2 separate regions of the Sus scrofa genome follow, and region 2 is linked to region 1. The links are chromatin contacts, called in public HiChIP or PLAC-seq maps. All regions are on one chromosome and are shown on one strand. Each heading gives the region's core, a stretch centred on a gene start, on an enhancer-like site or on the middle of the called end of the contact. The rest is flanking DNA. Distances are from core to core; before and after follow the strand shown. Region 1 holds the start of CXCR6 (C-X-C motif chemokine receptor 6). Region 2 overlaps XCR1 (X-C motif chemokine receptor 1).

Evidence for each region. HiChIP or PLAC-seq counts read pairs in DNA pulled down with a chosen protein or histone mark.
Region 2: an H3K27ac HiChIP or PLAC-seq map of alveolar macrophages shows a contact between it and region 1, with 5 times the contacts expected there. The contact joins the enhancer-like site here to the promoter of CXCR6 in region 1. A contact is called at or near these places in 1 of 5 promoter capture datasets (liver), 9 of 47 Hi-C or Micro-C datasets (alveolar macrophages, blood, heart right ventricle and 4 more) and 1 of 2 datasets of contacts at active chromatin or transcription factors (alveolar macrophages).

Annotation. Positions count from the first base shown.
Region 1 is chr13:29,093,686-29,098,656 of Sscrofa11.1, reverse strand. CXCR6 (C-X-C motif chemokine receptor 6) reads right to left here and starts at 2,757. Exons shown (of 2, transcript NM_001001623.1): 1 at 2,658-2,757. It also overlaps a transcript of FYCO1 not described here.
Region 2 is chr13:29,172,653-29,177,623 of Sscrofa11.1, reverse strand. It overlaps XCR1 (X-C motif chemokine receptor 1), which reads left to right. Exons shown (of 4, transcript NM_001001622.1): 3 at 1-19. Among named protein-coding and RNA genes, the nearest start is that of FYCO1, 32 kb to the right of the region's middle. Within about 2 kb of position 2,888, at least 1 of the 83 cell types and tissues checked has an H3K27ac peak or open chromatin away from gene starts, as enhancers often do. A contact at or near this core is called in alveolar macrophages, where this site is marked.

The sequences.
Region 1 (4,971 bases), core at 1,508-4,007:
AACAGATACTGGAGACAGCCAGTTCTGAGGGGAAACTGTTCAGACATGACGGGAGACCTTTCCATAGCCCTGAAATTCCCAGGATCTCACCTATCTGGAAGACAACACATAACTGACCTCATGCGCATTCTATAAAATCCTGTGCTAAATGGTCTTAGAAGCAAAGGTCACCAGGTGGTGAAATGGGGACAGTGTCCTTTTGGAAAAACCTCACTGCTCTTCATTGGGGAGGACCGTCTTCATCTCCCCATCTCTCAGCAGGTTCCCACCCAGCCTGTGCCCCATTTTGTGTAAAGTTGACCCCTGGACTACAAGTTGTGAAAGCTAAGGCTAGTATTCCCTTCCCAGGGGCTCCACCGTCAAGGAGACTCTGGAGACCCAGAGGTGTTAGTGGAGGACAGGACTTTTCTGCCCGAGTGGGCTATTTCCTCTGTCACATCTTGCCCCCAAGGGGAGACAAGGCAGGCAAGAGCCCAGGCTGCCCAGTGCTTTGGTTGAGCAGCTTTCTGACCACGGGCCTGGGCAGTTCGCTTCTCGCCCAACCCCAGCCTTCCCCTTTATCATCTGTCAGTGTATGACATTCCACCCCCAGACTTCTTTGATCTTCAGAAATCTCTTACAAGATGGAGTCCCCCAGAAGGGAACATTGCCTTAGCCTTTATTATCAGCAGGGTAGGGCCCAGGGGTCTGCTTTAACAAATGGAAGACCTGATTGAAATGGGATGTCAGGAGGGTGGGCAGCCACAGTGGGGCCAGTGGCCAGCCTTGCAGTGGGGCTGCTTGTCACAAAGACCAAATAGCTATCTATTGTTTCCAGCCCTTCAAGGTTATCACATCCTTCTGACCCTTCTCTGGGCCCCATGACCCTGCTGGGGACCATGACAGGACACAGGGTACTGTATTCTGTGGTGTGGGAGCAGGGACAGCTGTGGCAGCATCAGCCTTGGGGGGCCAGGTCAGTCCCTGCCACTGGCCATCAGGTGTTCAACACACAGCGGAGTGGCTCTTCCACTGACCGGTGCCACAGCCCACTTGCACCTCAAGGAGATGCTTAAGAAGAGTAGGCATTTGGTTTAGCAAAGTCAGAGTATCAATTGGCCTGACGGGGAGTCTGGTCTCCTCAGAGGCTTTTCTTTCCTCATGCTGTGTCCTTACTGGAAGTGATGTCAGCCCTGGTGCTGCCACCTTGGTCTTTCATGGGATCACAGCACCCTTTCTCTCTAAGAAAGGGCCTTGACCTTGGGCTAAGACTGCTCAGGGAAAAGTCTGTCCTCTGACCACAAAATATTAGGCCAGCTGGTAGGCATCATACTCCACCAACTCTGGGCCACTAGGTCAAGCGGGTCAGAGAGTGATTTGTGTGTGTGTTATTACTACACATGGGGACCAAAACATCTTTCACCATTTCGAATATGAAACAAGTGGTTTTGCTTCCCTTGAAAGTAATGTCAAATCTCCACTATTGTTTAACTTGCTCTTGGCCTTTAAGAAAAAATTCTATTATAGCTGTCACTGCATCCTTATTCTGCCATCGCAATTTGCTCAGAGGGCCCATGCAAATTCGTTTGTAATCATTGATAAACTTAAAGTAGTATTTAACAGATTGGGACTACACAGTTCTGTGCAGATAGAGTCCTAAAAATTACTTAATCTTCTAGAATTATTAAAACTCATTTCTGTATCTTCTATAACCAAAGTCCTATGTTGATTTCTGAAAACTAAAAAATATTATATACAAATTTAGAAATGGTAAGCGTCTGATGTTAAATAAATGAACAAAGTATAATTCAAACATAAACTAGAATATGACTGAAATGTTTAGGAAGTGCTTTTAATGATTTTGGAAAATGCAAACCATTTAAATTGCTCAAAACAATGTAAGTACAAATATGCAAAATAATATTGGCTGTTAGTAATACAATGAATAGGTGACAAAATGAATGTGAAGTTGATCATGATTCTCAACCTTTTTTGATCATAAACCCCTTCGAGAATCTCATAAAAGCTGTAGACTGTTTCCCTCAGTAATAACTACACAGATGCCTGTAATTCTGGGGGTTCATGATCTCTTTAAAATTTCTCTACCATGTGTTCTGCAGACCTCATTTAAGACTCCACAATAAGCTATGTGATTTTGACTATTTTTTTTTAAACATAGAAAAATGACCAGATTTTATTAGCAGTTCGACTCTGGCTGGTAGAATTAGAGATGACTTTTTACCCTTCCTTCTTTATATTTTTCTCTATTTTCTAAAGTTGCTACAGTTGTATATAGACTTATATAGAGAAAAGAAGGTAAACCATAATCTAAGATACTAGCCTATCTTATAAAATGGAAAAGAAACTAAAGGAAACCAGAGAGAGACATTAGTAAACAAACTCAGTGACTAGACTCTCCTTATTCCCTGGGGAGAGTCTGATTATATCATTGTCAGTATCCATTTACAAGCCCTGTGTGCCCAGAACCAGGGTAAATCATAATTCTCTCATCTAATCCTCCGGGCAGCAAATGGCGGAGATGGAGTTTGAACCAAGGGCAGTTGAGCTTGAGAGCCTGGGCATTTCACATGGTACTGCACTGCAGGCAGGACTCTGAGAACTCCAGAAACCTGGCGGTAGCCCCTGTCTTTAAACTTTAAAGAAGACAAATGACTCACCAGTAGAGGTGCTCTGTCAGTGGGTTCCAGAGATAAGGTTGCTCACAGCAGTGAGGTCTGCTTCTCCCTCTCTGTGATGTGGTCTGTGTTTCCGTTGAGTAATTTTTAAGAGCCCTCGGTTGGTGATTATATGACACTTAGCCCTTCCCCATTTTGCAAATCAGAATACACATGACCAGCCTGCACTCATGTAATGTGGGGGTCAGAGACAAGAAGCAGTAGCTCTGATGCTGCACACCCCCTGAAGCCTGGCTAGGGACGTACTCTTTTGCCAGGACCTGAGAGGGTTTTAATTTGTAAACCAAAGAGGAGCAATAAGCAGCTCTGGCAGTGACAATCCACTGAAGATGGTAGCATTTGTGCCCTAAAATTAGTTCATTCACCAGTTGTACATATCTTTGGAGCAGTTTGGGTCTGGACCAATGCAAAGCCGATGCTGTGGCCTGGGTTCTGTGTATGCATGTAGCTCCAGTGCACATGACAGCCCTGATCCTCAGAGCAGTCCTGCAAGTAGGTATTAGCCCATTTTATAGATGAGAATGTGGAGGACGTAGCCAAAGAACAGTCCTATGGACTCACAGCTAATAACTAATAGCCACTTCCAGCACACAAACTCAGATCTATGACCTTGCCAGACCAGTGGATCAGATGGCTTGTGAATGATGGGTCTGCCAGAGAGCATGATGCAGACCTGCCTCCTGAAACCACACCACTCAGGCAGTGCTTACTACCCTACTTGTCCTGGGTAGAATCAGCAGTGAACAGCCTGAACCAGATACTGAAAGTCAAGGCACCCATCCTTCTGAAAGAAATCTTTTGAGACAAGACATCCTTTCAGAATGAGCCAGCCTGACATTTTGGAATCTTTAAGCTTTGAGAGATGAGTTTTTCCCAGGGACAAGCCAACTCTGTCATTTAGGATCAGTTCACAGGGTGATGTTAGAAGGGCCTGAATCCTGTCACTCATTCGCTGTGGGGAGAATCAGGCCTCAAGCCCAGTGCCCGCCGTGACTGTGATGGAGCGCATGCTTGGGTGGGAGAGGTGATGTCTGTATTAGAGAGAACATGACCACGTTTGTCACAACCATTCTCCAATAGAAAGTTCTCTAGTGGAAAACTTTGGAGCCCTTCACAATTTGGGGGCCAGAATTTTATTTCAACCAATTTATAAAGTGCCTTTTGTTATCTTCCAGGTCGTAATGCTCACTGCTTTTCTTTGAAAGGAAACTTCTTGTGGGAAAGTACCTAGTCATACTTCTTGGGTTTTTCCCAGAGTATTCAAATATTTCTTAAACAGAATCAAAAGGCCGTGGCAGCCGTACCCCCTGAAGGCTTCTGTCTGAAGTCAGGCCATGTTGACCTGCTCCCTTTTTCTGAACACCTGCCACTCTCTAGACAGGGCCCTGGTGAGGAAGGTGTTCCAGGACTCAGGGATGAGGCAGTTGCTCCTGGGAGAAGAGTATCTTGTCAGGTAGTGGTTGTGGCTGGAGCTGTGGAGGATGAGTGGAAAGAACCTCACAAAAGCAGACTAACCAGAGGGCAGCAGGGAAAGGCATGGCCTGCTCATCAGTGCCTTGGGGCCAGTCCTGAAGGATAGGCATGTGGGTTTGCATGTTTTGGTCAAGCTGTAGTTATTAGGTAATAAGCAGTCAAAACCAGAAGCCCTCTTCACTTGGTTTTTAGGCAGAAAGGAAGCCTAAAAATTTACTTTTTTTTTTCTTTGTTAAAAAAAATTTTTTATTAATGTGTAGTTGATTTACAGTATTGTGTCAATTTCTGCTATATAGCATAGTGTCACAGTCATACATATATATACATTCTTTTACTCATATTATCTTCCATCATGTTCTATCACATGAGATTGGATATAGTTCCCTGTGCTATATAGTAGGACCTCATTGCTTATCCACTCTAAATGTAATAGTTTGCATCTGCTACCCCCAAACTTGCCCATCCCACTCCCTCCCCTCACCATCCACCTTGGCAACCACAAATCTGTTTTCTATGTCTGTGAGTTTCTGTTCTGTAGATAGGTTCATTTGTGCCATATTTTAGATTCCACATATAAGTGATATCATATGGTATTTGTCTTACTCTGACTTCACTTACTATGAGAATCTCTGGTTGCATCCATGTTGCTACAAATGGTTCTTTTTTATGGCTGAGTAGTATTCCATTGTGTATATGTACCACATTGTCTTAATCTATTCATCTGTCATTGGACATTTAGATTGTTTCCATATCTTGGCTCTTGCGAATAGTGCTGCTATGAACATACAGGTGCATGTATCTTTTTGAATTGCAGTTTCGTCTG
Region 2 (4,971 bases), core at 1,639-4,138, 79 kb before region 1:
ATGGGCCAAAACCATCCAGGTGAGTTGCCTCCAAAGTTCTGACCCCACAAACATTGTGTGAGATAATAATCATTGTTTAATCTACTAGGTTTTGAAGGAATTTTTTTTTTCCTTTTTCGGCCATACTGTGGCATATGGATGTTTCCAGGCCCGGGATCAAATCTGAGCCACACCTGCAACCTACGCCACAGCTATGGCAATGCCAGATCCTTAAACTGCTGCACTGGGCCAGGACTCAAAGCAGCAACGCCATAGAGACAAACCGGATCTTTAACCCACTGCACCACAGGGAAACTCCTTGAAGGAATTTTTTAAAGGTATGGTAGATAAATAATATACCCGTTATACAAGTGAGCCTCAGACACATATGGTGACTAGCCCCAAATCGCACAGCTGGAGCTGTGACTGACTGGGAAGAGAGCCCTCATCTTGTGACTGCTGATCCACACAGCACAGGTTCTCTTATAGTCCCATGATTCAGTAGTTCTCTAATTTGGGGTCAGAAGAGGCAAAGATGAGGTTGCAGGCACAGTGCAGCATCTGCCTAGACAACTGTGGCCACACTCACAGCCTCGACCCACATGGCCCCTTGACCAGGAATCCAGAATAGGGAGGGAAGCTAAGAGTCTTCTCTCACTTTCGTGGCACCCTCATGAAGAGGAGGCACAAGCCAGCAACACTTCTTATTTGAACAGACCCACACCCATGCAGGCTCACACATGTGAAGGGTCTCAACCCCTACTGCAAAGGAAACTACAGCTGACCCATGATGCTGCATTTCCGAGGGGCTGTGGTGGGGAAGATTTGTGGTGTCAGGGCTTGTGCTAAGATCCTTGCCTGCAACACGGGGTCTGGCTGTGCCTCCCAGCTTCCCCACTGCTGATTCATGCATCCACTTCAGAGAAGTCACCCCACTGACTCAGTTCCCATGTGACTCACTGGCCATGTGATCGCTGGTCCCCCGCTTCTGCTAGCAGGGCCTGTGGGCAACATGAGCTCTCTGTAGTGACAGTATGGTGGTCACGGGGTCAACAAGTGGCAAGTCTGGCTGGCTCTGTTTTCTCATCCTTCCAGCTGGGTTGGACTTATTCCAGCAAGAGCTGGAATCCCTACATGGCACTGGAATTGACCAAGTCTAGAGGGTAGTTGAAGATAAAAGGTTGAGAAGGGCTCCATAGTCACTGCTTTTGTCTCCAGGGACATGCCAGCCTATCCACAGCAGGAAGGGTGCAGCCCAAAGCCTAAAGCAGGGCTGGACTTCCCAGCAGAGAACAGAAAATTGTTCCTAGGGTGGCAGTGGATGTAAGAGAGACTGAGCAGGAGACCCGCCAAAGCAAACAAGGAAGAGGCCTCACGTGGTAACATTTCCTTTTCCTTTTCTTTCTTTCTTTCTTTCTTTTTTTTTTTTTTTTTTTTTTGGTCTTTTTAGGGCCACACCAATAACATATGGACCCCAGGCTAGGGGTCCAGTCAGACCTGTAGCCACCGACCTACACCAAGGCCATAGCACCTTGGGATCTGAGCCGTGTCTGCAACCTACACCACAGCTCATGGCAACACAGGACCCTTAACCCACTGAGCAAGGACAGGGATCAAACCTGCATCCTCACTGATACCAGTCAGGTTCATTAACTGCTGAGCCACAATGGGAATTCCCTGGTAATATTTCTTGATAAAGTTGTCAGCCCACATGGAAAAGTTGTCAGCCCACATGGGCTTCAGTGTCTTCATGAATGGAGTCAAGTGAATGGTTTTCAAACTGGATTCCTTGGAGCCCAAGCTTTCTGCAGACGAGCTTAAGAGTTTGCCATTGGGAGGGAGGCTCTACACCTGTACTGTCCAATAGGAATATGAAGTAAGCCACACATGCAATTTTAAATGTTGTAGCACCACATTTTCAAAAATCTAACAATAAACAAGTAAAAATGATTTTAATAGTATCTTTTACTTAATCTAGATATTATCATTTCAGCATGCAATCAGTTTGTTAATTTATTAATAAGATATTTCACATTCTCCCTTTTGTGCTAAATCTTCAATATCTGGTGTGTAATTTGTATTTAAGTACATATCAGTTAGAACCAGCCACGTTTGCAGTACTTGACAGCTAGAGTGGTGTACCTGACCTGCCGAGAGGGAGGAGGAATCAGGCGTTTAGAGAAGACCTCCCCCTGGTGGACAAAACTCAAAAGTCCATTTCCTTGATTCAGTAATCATGTAGAATGTCAGCATTATATGTATCCTGAGGGCACTTGGAGAGAGCACCTACAAATCAAAGAAGCAGGTCAAGTGCAGACTCCTGAGGAATTTGAAAGTGAGAATTGTTGATGGCAGACTCCCTTGCTTCTGGGAAGAGAGTGAGTGTGGACTATTCTTTCCAGGAATTTTGCTGTGAACGGGAGGAACATACAAGGCATGGGGCACAGACCTAAGGGTGTTTTAAATGGGAAGAAAATATTTGGACAAAATGCAGGCTGTAGAACACTTGTCATGACCAGATCAAAGGAACCAGAGGCATTCAAGAGTCATACTAACAGAGCTGGTTGGAATACAGACCCTGGAGCCAGCTTCATTGCTTTCTGGCTGTGTGACTTTGGACAGATTACTTACCTCCTTTTGCCTCTGTTCTCGCATCAGTGCAATAGTACCTGCCTCTTCCGTTTGCACTGTGATGAGTTGTGTTTGTATGAGGATTGATTCATTTTTCAAAATAACATACTCAAGTGCTGAGAATAGACATAAGAAAATTAAGTGTTGTATTAGCTATAATGATTAGAGGGATTCATTTAGAGGGGCAACATGTTCTGTGAGTGTTCACACAGGGGGGCTGCCTCTTCCCCAGTGAGTCAGTCGAAGTTCAAATACTGTGTCATGACAAGTCAGAATTCTCAACTCAGAAGTGACAACATTGTTTCAACAGAGGGCAGTGGCCAACAACACATTTCTCTAGCATCTTCAAACTGAAACTGTCAAGAAAGCTGGCTTCCTGACCTAGTGGGGACATTCAGGACCATGGACATCTAACTCTTTGTTTCACTCCTTCCTGGGGAAACTTATCAGGTTTCACAGTTCTATGTTTTATTTTATTTTATTTTTTGGTCTTTTTTGCCATTTCTTGGGCCGCTCCCCGGCATATGGAGGTTTCCAGGCTAGGGGTCGAATCGGAGCTGCAGCCACCGGCCTACACCACAGCCACAGCAACGCGTCTGCAACCCACACCACAGCTCATGGCAATGCTGGATCCTTAACCCACTAAGCAAGGCCAGGGATCGAACCCGCAACCTCGTGGTTCCTAGTCAGATTCGTTAACCACTGAGCCACGACAGGAACTCCTATGTTTTAATTTTGACGCTGATGAATTCAGTGATCTCCTGCTTTTTCTTTTTTCAAAATAATAGCTGTCATGTGTTGAGCCACTACTAAGTGGCAATCACTGACCAATATCTCATCTAATCTATTCAATTCTACGAGGTCAGTTTCCATAAATAACATTATGCCATAAATATCACTTGGAACACTTTTTAAAATTCAACATGATGTTTTTGAGCTACAGCTGTGCGGCTCTAGTAAATCCTTTTCTGATTGCTTCTTTGTCTTACTGTGTATGCATCTGCCAACATTTTATGTATCCATTCCCTAGCGACAGACACCTAGGTTGTCCCAATCTCTGCCATCAAAACAAGATGCAATGAGCATCTTCTCACCTGTCTCTTATGGCCTGTGCAGAATATCTCTGGATAAAGAACCCAAGGGTGGACCTGCTGGGTCAGCGGGTATTTGCAGCCTTACCTTCTTCCAGGTTGTCCTTCAAATGCTATGCCAGTTCCCATTCCCACCAGCCTTGCCTCCAGGGTCCTCACTTTCCCCATTCTCATCAGCCTGTAATGTTATGACTTTCTAATTTTTGCCAAATACATGGGCAGAAATGATGTCTGACAGCTTTAATTTGCATATACGTGATAGCTGTTGAAATCTCATAGGCCTAGAGCTGTTCCAGGCTTGAACTGAAAGGGCTATGCACAGGGCAGTTTCCGTCTAAGAACTGGTAAAAATTCCATGGATGTGTAGCTCTTCACTAGGTGACTTTGTGTATTTCAGTGTATCTGCTGCTCCCACCAGCCCTGGGAAGTAAGTACTTACAGCATATGAGACTCAGAGGGCTTAGTGACTAAGCCGTGGGTCGTCCAGCCAGTTCTTATTAGAACCAGGAAGAGAATCCAAACATTGAGACCCCCTCACCAGAGCTCTTCCTACTCCACCATTTATACCCATAGCCCATCAGGAAGAGATGGCTTTCCCCTGAAGCATAGGGTTCCAATGTTTGTGAGAAAGTTGGGGATTTTGGTTGTTTCTCTGCTTTGTTTCTTTAATCAGCTTCACTGAAGTATCATTCATATACAATAAAATGCACCCATGTTAAGTGGGCATTTCTACAAGTGTACACTGGTATAACCATCACTGGTCCAGACACTTTGATTGCCTTACCCCAATCCTGGATCCAGTGAACAGATGTTTTTGTTGTAGAGCAGAGTTTTAATTGTAAACTAAGAGCTCAAGGCCAGAGACAGAGTCTGAGTTTCTTACAGTGTCATCTGAAGACGCTTTCTGCAGCTTAGTCACCTGCTGAGCAGAACCCAGTCTTTCCCCCTACCTACTGCATCACAATTTCTGGGGCTGAGGCCTGGGGATCTGCATGTTCTTCTTTTTTTCTTTTTTGTCTGCACTTGTAGCATATGGAAATTCCTGGGGCAGGGATTGAGTCTTAGCTGCAGCTACGACCTACACCACAGCTGCAGCAATGCCGGATCTTCAACTCACTGTGCCAGGCCAGGGATCAAACGCTCACCACCACGGAGACAATGCCGCATCATTAACCCACTGTGCCACAGCAGGAACTTGGGGATCTGCATGTTTAATACAACATAAACAATACTTGTGTACCTAAATTTGTAAAACCATGGCTGTGAGCCA